Linked DNA regions of Sus scrofa: region 1 is linked to region 2. The links are chromatin contacts, called in public promoter capture Hi-C maps. All regions are on one chromosome and are shown on one strand. The core of a region is the stretch at or near the end of the contact, and the rest is flanking DNA. Distances in the headings are between cores, read along the strand shown. Region 1 holds the start of SPZ1 (spermatogenic leucine zipper protein 1). Region 2 holds the start of PAPD4 (poly(A) RNA polymerase GLD2).

Region 1 (4,822 bases), core at 1,854-4,353, 690 kb before region 2:
AATGAGGATTAAAAAAAAAATGAGGATTAGTTGTATAACTAAATGGGCTTTCCCAACAAATAGTGACAAATCCTCTCAGTTTTCCTCTATCCTAGAATGTATTGATTTTACCTGCATGCCTAAAGGATATTTTCACTGAGTGAGTAATTCTGGGTTGACATTTCCTTCAGTTCTTCAAAAATGTTCGTTTCCGGAGTTCCCGTCGTGGCGCAGTGGTTAACGAATCCGACTAGGAACCATGAGGTTGCGGGTTCGGTCCCTGCCCTTGCTCAGTGGGTTAAGGCTCCGACGTTTCCCCGTGAGCTGAGGTGTAGGTCGCAGACACGGCTCGGATCCCGCGTTACTGTGGCTCTGGTGTAGGCTGGTGGCTACAGCTCTGATTGGACCCCTAGCCTGGGAACCTCCATATGCCGCGGGAACGGCCCAAGAAATGGCAAAAAGACAAAAAAAAAAAAAAAAAAAAAAAAAAAAAAGTTCAACTCTTCTAACAGATCTTGCTTTTTTCCTCTGGGTAACTCTACTGCCCCCTAGCTGGAGTAATGAGAGGAAATTTTCCAGTACAGAACAAAATCTAGATAAATGAAATCTATTCTTCTATTCTAAATAAACCAAGCTGTCCTTCTCCAAGGGCCTCTGCTGCCTGATATGCCCACCGTCTACTAGCCAAGGAGCAAAGAGCAGTACTATTAACAGTAGATCTAGGGGATAGGGAGATTTATGAAAAGAATTATTTAAAGGTGGTTTATGAGCATTTCTTTTTACTCCACTATTACCTGCACTTCAGTGGATAATAAATAGGAAAAGGAATGTGCATTTGGAAGGTGAGTTTAAAGGTTCATAATTAAAGGGTTACATAGTTTTCCCACCCAGAACTTCACCCCAAGGTCATTAAATAAAGAAGGAAAACCTTTCCTTTGTTTGTTGTGGTTTTTTTATTTAGATCATTACTTACTGGACCTGCAAATTCTCACTTTTGATTAAAATGTCATAGAATCTCTATCTAATAACTAAAGAAACAGATTGTAAAGATGATGAATATGACAAAAAATTGACAGTAATGGTCATTGAGGACCAGACTTACGTACCTACTGAGGTAATGAATAATGCTGTGTTAATCTTCTTGCTCTGTAGTTCTTGGTTGAACCAACAGTCTCTCCTAGGTTTGATGATTGATTATGCCTGGAGCTACTATAGTTTTTTGAAGAATTGCTTTTTCTTCTACATTTGATATTTTTTTTTAATTTAGGCTGCTGGCTGGCCTCTTTTTTCTTATAAGAGCTCTTCTTGCAAGATGAGTATTGAACAGGTTATTACGAGCTTTCTTTTTATGACAAGCATCTAGGCTTCTATAGAATTGGTCTCCTTTTTGAAATGTACCTTCCATTCTTTGCATGTTTTGCTTGTATATTTTGACCTTCTCTGCCTCTGATAGCTTCTGTTCTTTCTTGTTTGGCTCACAGTCTATTTGACTTGGCTCCTCTTGTAGAGGTTCCTCTTTCTGATGATGGAGTTCCTTGAGAAGCTCTACTCTCTGCTCTAAGATTTGACATTCATTCTCCAGCAAAGCTGCAATCAAATGCAATGAATATGTGTCTTGTTTCAGTTTCCTCACTTGTTCTTCCAGCTCATGCTTAGCTGACGTCTCACTATCTGGTTGAGTTTGGGACTTAGCTCCATCATTTTCAAGAGTTTTTATGTCTTTCTGAGATTTCTGATAGGATTTGATTAGTTCACTAAGTTCTGTATGTTGCATGCTCCAGTGGTCTGCTTCCTGCAATAACTGCTCCATGCTGTTCTTCAGTTTGATATTTTCTTCTTGAACGTGAGGGAGCTCGTACCTTGCTTTTTCCTTACTTAGGTGAGTTTCACAAAGGCCTCTTTTTTCCTCTGAACAATTTACCAAATCCTTTGCAAAACCTTGCACTGTGTCCTTGGAGTTCTGCTTTTCTGACATCATCTCCTGTTTCTTTGCATTTTCTTTCTCTAGGTCCAAACTACCAAGCAGTTTTTTCAACAGTGTTTCATTTATTTTACCAAGTCCTCTGATTTTTTCTTTAAGTTCTGATACATCCTCAGAGATACTGGTTTCCTCCCAAGATTCTTTTGTTTCTTTGACCTTCTCTTCATAACTTGTCATGTTTTGAACAATATCTTTAATTTCTTTTAAGAGATCATCAAATTTCCTTGCAATTCGTTGTTCAGTTGCTTCATGGTTACTATTTGGGGGGGAAGGTAGAGGACTGCAGGAGACAGGGGGAAGTGATCCAATTTCAAATAAGGCAATGACAACCTTTGGGTCCAAAGACTCTGCTTTGAGATTGGGAGGCTTAAGTGTTTGGGAGGGAGTGGGCACTTCCATCTCAGCTGAGGTAGTTGGGCTGATGACTAGGGCACAAGCAAAGCAGAAAACCTTAGAGATTCCAGAAAGGGAAGGTGGTGGTCCTCTGTGCAAATGGGTAGAAAAAAGTGGAACCAAGCAGACATCAGAGACCACAGTTCAGGTCTGAAACCAGGAAGATGATGTTTAGGTGGAAGGTTACATCTCAGAAAACCTAGGGGGAAGGAGGGAGGGAAAGGAGACCAGGAGCTAGGGCTCCATCTCTCTTCCTCCAGGCTTCTGGGGTTTATTTCTCGACCCCTGGCAACCAGGTCTTTATTCTGTCACTGCACCATTGTGGCCTGTCCCCAGATTCTGTTTCCTTTGGGTCACAATAAAAGCCTCTTAAACGCTCACCTGGTGATTCAAAGTCAACCTAGAGGTACTCTCCACTCCAGAAAGATCTCTGCATCAGTCTTTCCCTCCCTTTTCTAGGTTTCTGTTCATCTCATTCAATGACTTTCTTTTTCATCCTATTCAGTGACTTTCCCCTCATCCTCATCACCCACAATCCATTCTCAACTATGGGATATTTTTCTACCGCCTAAGTGCATGACTAAGAGAAGTCTTTCCTGGTAAGGACTTCTTTCATCCACCTGGAACCCTCTCTCCCCCTTTTCTTTTGCCTTTTTAGGACTGAACCCACAGCATATGGAGGTTGCCAGGCTAGGGGTTGAATTGGAGCTACAGCTACACCACAGCCACAGCAATTCGGGATCTGCGACCTTCACCACAGCTCGTGGCAATGCCGGATCCTGAAGCCACTGAGTGAGGCCAGGGATTGAGCCTGAGTCATCATGGATACTAGTCAGGTTTGTTACCATTGAGCCACGCTGGGAACTCCCTGGAACCCTTCTTGCTCCCGTTTTAGAACTGCTCCTGCAAAAGAAAGTCATTCTTATTAAATAGACCCCAAAAGTGCTGCAACCTTTCTGTGATTTTAGGGAAATAATGTCAGGAATCAGTCTTGAAAAATATTCTGCTGCAATGAGAAGAGACTATCTAAATGGTTTCTTAACAACACAATTACAAACTGAGACTTTTCTTGGCCTAGGAAGTTTGCTCCGAAATTATTTGATTATATCAGGGGATATAACTTTCATTACTTTTCATAAGAACTTGTTTAAAGTAGCCTAGTTTGGGAATTCTCCTGTGGTGCAGCAGGTTAAGGATCTGGCATTGTCACTGCAGTGGCTTGGATTGCTGCCATGACACAGGTCCCATCCCTGGCTTGGGAACTACCACATGCCAAGAATGTAGCCATAAATAAGTAAATAAATGTTTAAAACAAAATAAAATGGCATGATTCACCTAAAGTATTTGAGACAGGTAAATCCTGTAGAGGTTTATAGAGAAGTAACTGAAGAATATCAAAACTAGTGCACTCTTTTCTCTTTGTCTTTAGGAATCAGGACCTTGAGAATATTAAGTTCAATCAAAGGGAACATTCCTTAGGTGAGACTTTGTCTTGGCCTTCAAAATCTTGCTAGCAAGGCACTTCATTAACTAAAAGTTTACAGAGTTCCCTTTGTGGCTCAGTGGTTAACGAACCTGATTAGGATTCATAAAGATGTGTGCTCAATCCCTGGCCTCACTTAGTGGGTTAAGGATCTGGTGTTACTGAGAGCGGTGGTGTAGGTGGCAAGATGAAGCTCAGATCCTGCATTGCTGTGGCTGTGGTGTAGGCCAGCAGCTGTAGCTCCAATTTGACCCCTAGCCTGTGAACTTCCATGTGCTGGGGGTGCGGCCTCAAAAAAAAAAAAAAAAGTTCATATATATATATATATATATATATGAACAAGAAGTTTGCTTCCAATCTTAAGGGGAAATTCATTATCTAGCAGGATTGGGGTTTTTTTTTCCCCTTAGAGAAATTTATGGTTTTTTTTTTTCTTTCACAGCTCCCAGCCAACTCATTTTGACTTTGGTTTCCTTGAGTGTCATCTTGCAGCCATCTGGGCTCAGAGCCAAGGCCTTGTGACCATCCACAGATGCAACAATGTTGGTCTTTTTTTTCACTTGAGGAAGAAACACTTTTCTAACCCACACAATGATACCATAGAGGCTAGCGTTTGCCCTTATGCTTTAAATCCATTTCAAATTGGTCAGCATTTTAATATTTTCCCTTTGACTCAAGCTATTATTTAAGATAGTTTTTAACTCTCCAAGACAAAGAAATGTTTTTATTCCTGATTTGGTAATTAAAATTAATTTTTAGTTTAAATGTCTTATAATCAGAAAATATATTTCTTTCTTTCTTTTTTTTTTTTTTTTTTTTTTTTTTTTGCTTTTTAGGGCTGCACCTGTGGTATATGGAGTTTCCCAGGCTAGGAGTCAAATCAGAGCTACAGCTGCTGGCCTACACCAAGCCACAGCAATGCAGGATCTGAGCTTCGCTTGCGACCTACACCACAGCTCATGGCAACGCCAGATCCTTAATCTACT
Region 2 (4,226 bases), core at 113-2,612:
GGGAAACTGCCACAAGCCCTAACTCGGCCAAAAAAAAAAAAAAAAAAAGAATTAGATTCCATTCAAGTGTTAAAAAATAATCAAGCCATATGACTCCAAAGGACATTTCTTAATTAAATGAAAATGGTCTCTTCCACATGGAGCATTTTCTGATCAGACAAAATTGAGACTATTCACAAAAACAAAGTAATATTACTATTACTAGCTATTAAGCAGTACATATTAAGAGCCTTCTGGCTGTTAAGGCCATGTGAAAAGCCTTGTGGTAATAAAGCATACAATATGAGGGGATTTACAAGAATAGCTGTAGTTACAAACACACATACTTGGTCTTCAATAATCATCTTTCCAAACAAAACCATATACCACACATTTGTTAAGTTGCCACTTTAGCTTGACTTTTAGTTTCTCTTTCGTGTTCACTCTTTTAGTATACCAATAAAAATAAACAACTGCTATTTTAAACAAAGAGCTGAGAGACCTCAAACAAGGCAGGGATCCGGGATAATCCAGAATTTGTGAGACACATAAACTCCTCCTGTTCTAGCCTAGAAAGAGAGATGAAGAGCCTACCTATAAAGGCTGAACGGGGCAAAAATAAAGGGGTTAAACAACAATCGGACGGCGTCCTAACCTGTGCATTTTCCCCATAAAACTAAGAACTGAGGCAATTTCACAACCGTTTAATGAAGTCTTAAATTTTAAAGGACTGACCCAGATATTTACCTTAGTTCCTCACCACCCTTTCAAACACCATGCAGGGTCCCAAGACAATCTTCTTCGTTCGGTCCTAGACTGAGAGCGGGGTGCGAGAAAGGAAAAGGAATGAAAAACGTAAATGAGTTCCTAAGATTCTTCAGAAAGTATAGAAGCCTGGGGACCGCCCATACGACTAGGATACCTCCCACGCCAAACAGTACAGTTTCAGAAAAAGTTCCCGGCGTCCCGCCCCCCACCCGAGCCTACAAGGTTGCTTTCCTCTTTGAAACCTCCTAACTCACAAGCGTTCTACGGGCACCGCCCGCCCAGGAGCCTCACGGCCGGAGCAGCGACGGCCCGGCGCGCTCGGTCCCAGCTTTCCGCCCGAGCCAGTAGTGGCCCGCGTGGGGTGGCTAGGCCCGGCTGCGGATCCGGATTGCGATCAAAATTCCGGGCTCGGCGGTCGGGGAGAAGCGACCCAAGAAAAGGCAGGGCCAACAAGGGTGTGGGAGCTCGGGGGCAAGATACGGAAGACCAAAAAGTCGCCGAAAAAAGCGGCGTAGAAAGCCCCTTCGGAAACACCCGGAAGACCGTCCTGACCCCGGATGGGAACAGCGAGCAGGGAGAGAGAGGTCATACTTCCGGTAGCCGCCTCGCTCGCTCGCTCCCGGGAACTCTTTGCTCGAGTGCGCAGGTGCACAGATGCCGGGATTCTAGCTGCCAGAATAGGCGGCTGGGCAGCTGCGAGCGCGAGTACGGGAAGGGATGGTACAGCCCAGGAGCTTCGCTTCACCTCACTGCCCAAGCTCACAATGTGATAATCATTTTTTACCGGTCTTTCCTGTCTCAGCCGGTTGACTCCTCCATGGAGAAGATTTCCTGGCCAAGTTTTCCCTTACCCTTCTGCACTAACCAATATTAAGCTTTACTTGTTTTTTCCCCATTAATAAACTGAGAACTATTTGGGAATAAACATGCCTTATTCATCTATAAAGCCCAGACTCAGCTCCCTGCCCGTTAATGACTAACATTCGCTAATTCAACAAATATTTAATATTTCTTCTTGAGTGAGCTTTAATAGTTGTGAAGATATCTAAGTTGTTGAATTTATTCATAGAAATCTGTTAACGATATTCCTTTACTGTCTTTTTTAAATCTATAGCATCTCATTCCCTCATTCCTGGTATTTGTAATTTGTGTCTTTTCTTCTTGTCAATCTGACAAAAGGCATATTTACTGATTTCAGATCTCAAAGTCAGCTTTTGTGTGCATAGATTTCCTTTCTTTTTCTTTTCTCTTGTGTTGATTTCTGCTATTATGTTTGCTTCCTTCTGCTTTTTTTTTCTTTTTTTTTTTTTCTTTTTTTTTTAGGGCTGCACCCGAGGCACATGGAGGTTACCAGGCTAGGAGTCTAATCAGAGCTGTTGCTGCTAGCCTACATCAGAGCCATAGCAAGGCCAGATCCCAGCCATGTCTGCCACCAACACCATAGCTCATGGCAACACTGGATCCTTAACCCACTGAGTGAGGCCAGGGATCGAACCCGCAACCTCATGGTTCTTAGTCGGATCTGCCTCCACTGCACCACGACTGGAACTCCTTCTGCTTTTTTTATTTTTGAAGTTTTGAAAATTAATTTTCCAATTTCTTGGAAACTGAGGTCATTGATCTGAGATGTTTCTTCTTTGTAATACAAGCACTTAGTGGTATAAGTTTCCCTCAAAGTACTGTGTTAGCTGCATCTCCCAGATTTTAATATGTTGTGTTTTCATTTTACTTAATTTCAGAATACTTTCTAATTTCCCTATAGTTTTTTTCTTTGATCTGTGGTTTACTTATGTGTTACTTAGTCTCCAAGTATCAGATTTTCAAGATATTTCTGTTGATTTCTAACTTAATCCCATTATTATCAAAGAACATACTTCATAAAATTTGAATTATTTTACATTTATTGAGACTTGTTCTGTTGCTCTGTCTTGGTAAATATTCAGTGTATATTTAAAATAAATGTATATGCTGCAGCTGTTGGGTTAAATGCTCTACAAATGTCAATCACATCACATTGCCTGATTTATATTTCTTCAAATGTAAATCCTGTGAAGGATTTAGAACACACTTACTGATTTTCTGTCTACTTATTGTATTAATTGTTAAGAAAGGAGTGCTGAAATCCCTGATTATAATTATGGATTTTTCTACTTCATTTTGCTGTTCTATCAGTTCTTGCTTCATGAATTGTAAAGCTTTGCTGTTAGTTGCATAACATTTAGAATTATTCTATTATTTAGGTGAATTTATCCTTAATTAAATTGAATATGAAAATTATTTTGTCATTATGAAATGATCCACTTTATAAATGACCCCCTTTTTTCCTGGTAATACTTTTTGCCCTAATTGTACTCCATCTGATGTTAATATAGTACCTCTGGCTTTCTTTTTTAGTAGTAACATGGTTTATTTTTAATTCCAATGCTACAAAAGTCCTCCAGGAAATTGAAGGACTTCCCAGTTCATTCTGGAAGGTCAGCACTACTTTGATACCCAAACTCAAGATGTTACAAGAAAAGAAAACCACAGGCCAATAGCCTCATAAACATAAATGCAACAATTCTTCACAAAATTCTAGCTATTCATGTTCTACAATGTATAAAAAAGATAATACAATATGCCCAAATGAGGGCTTATCCCAGAAATGCTAGGCTGAATTAACATTGAAAAATCAAACAATATATTTCACTATTGACTAAGACTGAGAAAGAAAAACTGTATGATTGTCTCCTACCCTAGCACAGTGTTGGCCCCTGCTGCACTTAACCCCCAGCTTTGGGACAGAGTCAAGGAAGAATGACAACAGAAAGGGACTTGAAGTTTTTGATGACGTGGTTTTTGTGATTGTCAACTTTATATTTGGCATATGATTGACATCATGAGCTCTTCTGTGATGTGGAGTCATCTATAATTTCTAGATTTGGATGTGGTAATGTGGAATAGAATAGAGAGATGGATAAAAATAGGACCACTATTCTATGTTGTATCTGTTATATGCAATCTCATCTGCGGCATCTTGGGGATGGAGTAGTAAACAAAAATACCACAGTCCCTACTCTCATGTAGCTTACAGGGGCAGAGAGAATAACCTTGACAAATTCAGAAAACAAAAATTCAGGAGTTCCCATTGTGGTTCAGTGGTAACAAATCTTTGAGGATTCAGTCCCTGGCCCTGCTCAGTAACGTAAGGATCCAGCATTGCCGTGAGCTGTGGTATAGGTCAAAGACTCAGATCTGGCATGGCTGTGGTGTAGGCCAGCAGCTGCAGCTCTGATTAGACCCCTAGCCTGGGAACTTTCATATGCCTAGGGCACAGCCCTAAAAAGACAGACAGACAGAAAAAAAGAAAGAAGGGAGGGAAGAAGGAAAGGAGGGAGGGAAGGAAAGAAGAAAGAAAAAGAAAGAAAACAAAAATTTAATTTTAATGGTGAGAACCAAGAAAAGGAAAATACATGTTGCTATAAGAGCAAATAACCAGG

Evidence for each region. Promoter capture Hi-C pulls out the DNA fragments that hold promoters and counts their contacts.
Region 1: a contact with region 2 is called in a promoter capture Hi-C map of liver, with 4 times the contacts expected there. The contact joins the promoter of SPZ1 here to the promoter of PAPD4 in region 2. A contact is called at or near these places in 1 of 5 promoter capture datasets (liver) and 2 of 2 datasets of contacts at active chromatin or transcription factors (alveolar macrophages and skeletal muscle).

The regions. Positions count from the first base shown.
Region 1 is chr2:89,012,477-89,017,298 of Sscrofa11.1, reverse strand. SPZ1 (spermatogenic leucine zipper protein 1) reads right to left here and starts at 3,103. Exons shown (of 1, transcript XM_005661518.3): 1 at 460-3,103. The coding sequence starts at 2,359. The coding sequence ends at 1,238.
Region 2 is chr2:88,325,386-88,329,611 of Sscrofa11.1, reverse strand. PAPD4 (poly(A) RNA polymerase GLD2) reads right to left here and starts at 1,362. Exons shown (of 16, transcript XM_003123752.6): 1 at 1,002-1,362; 2 at 727-795.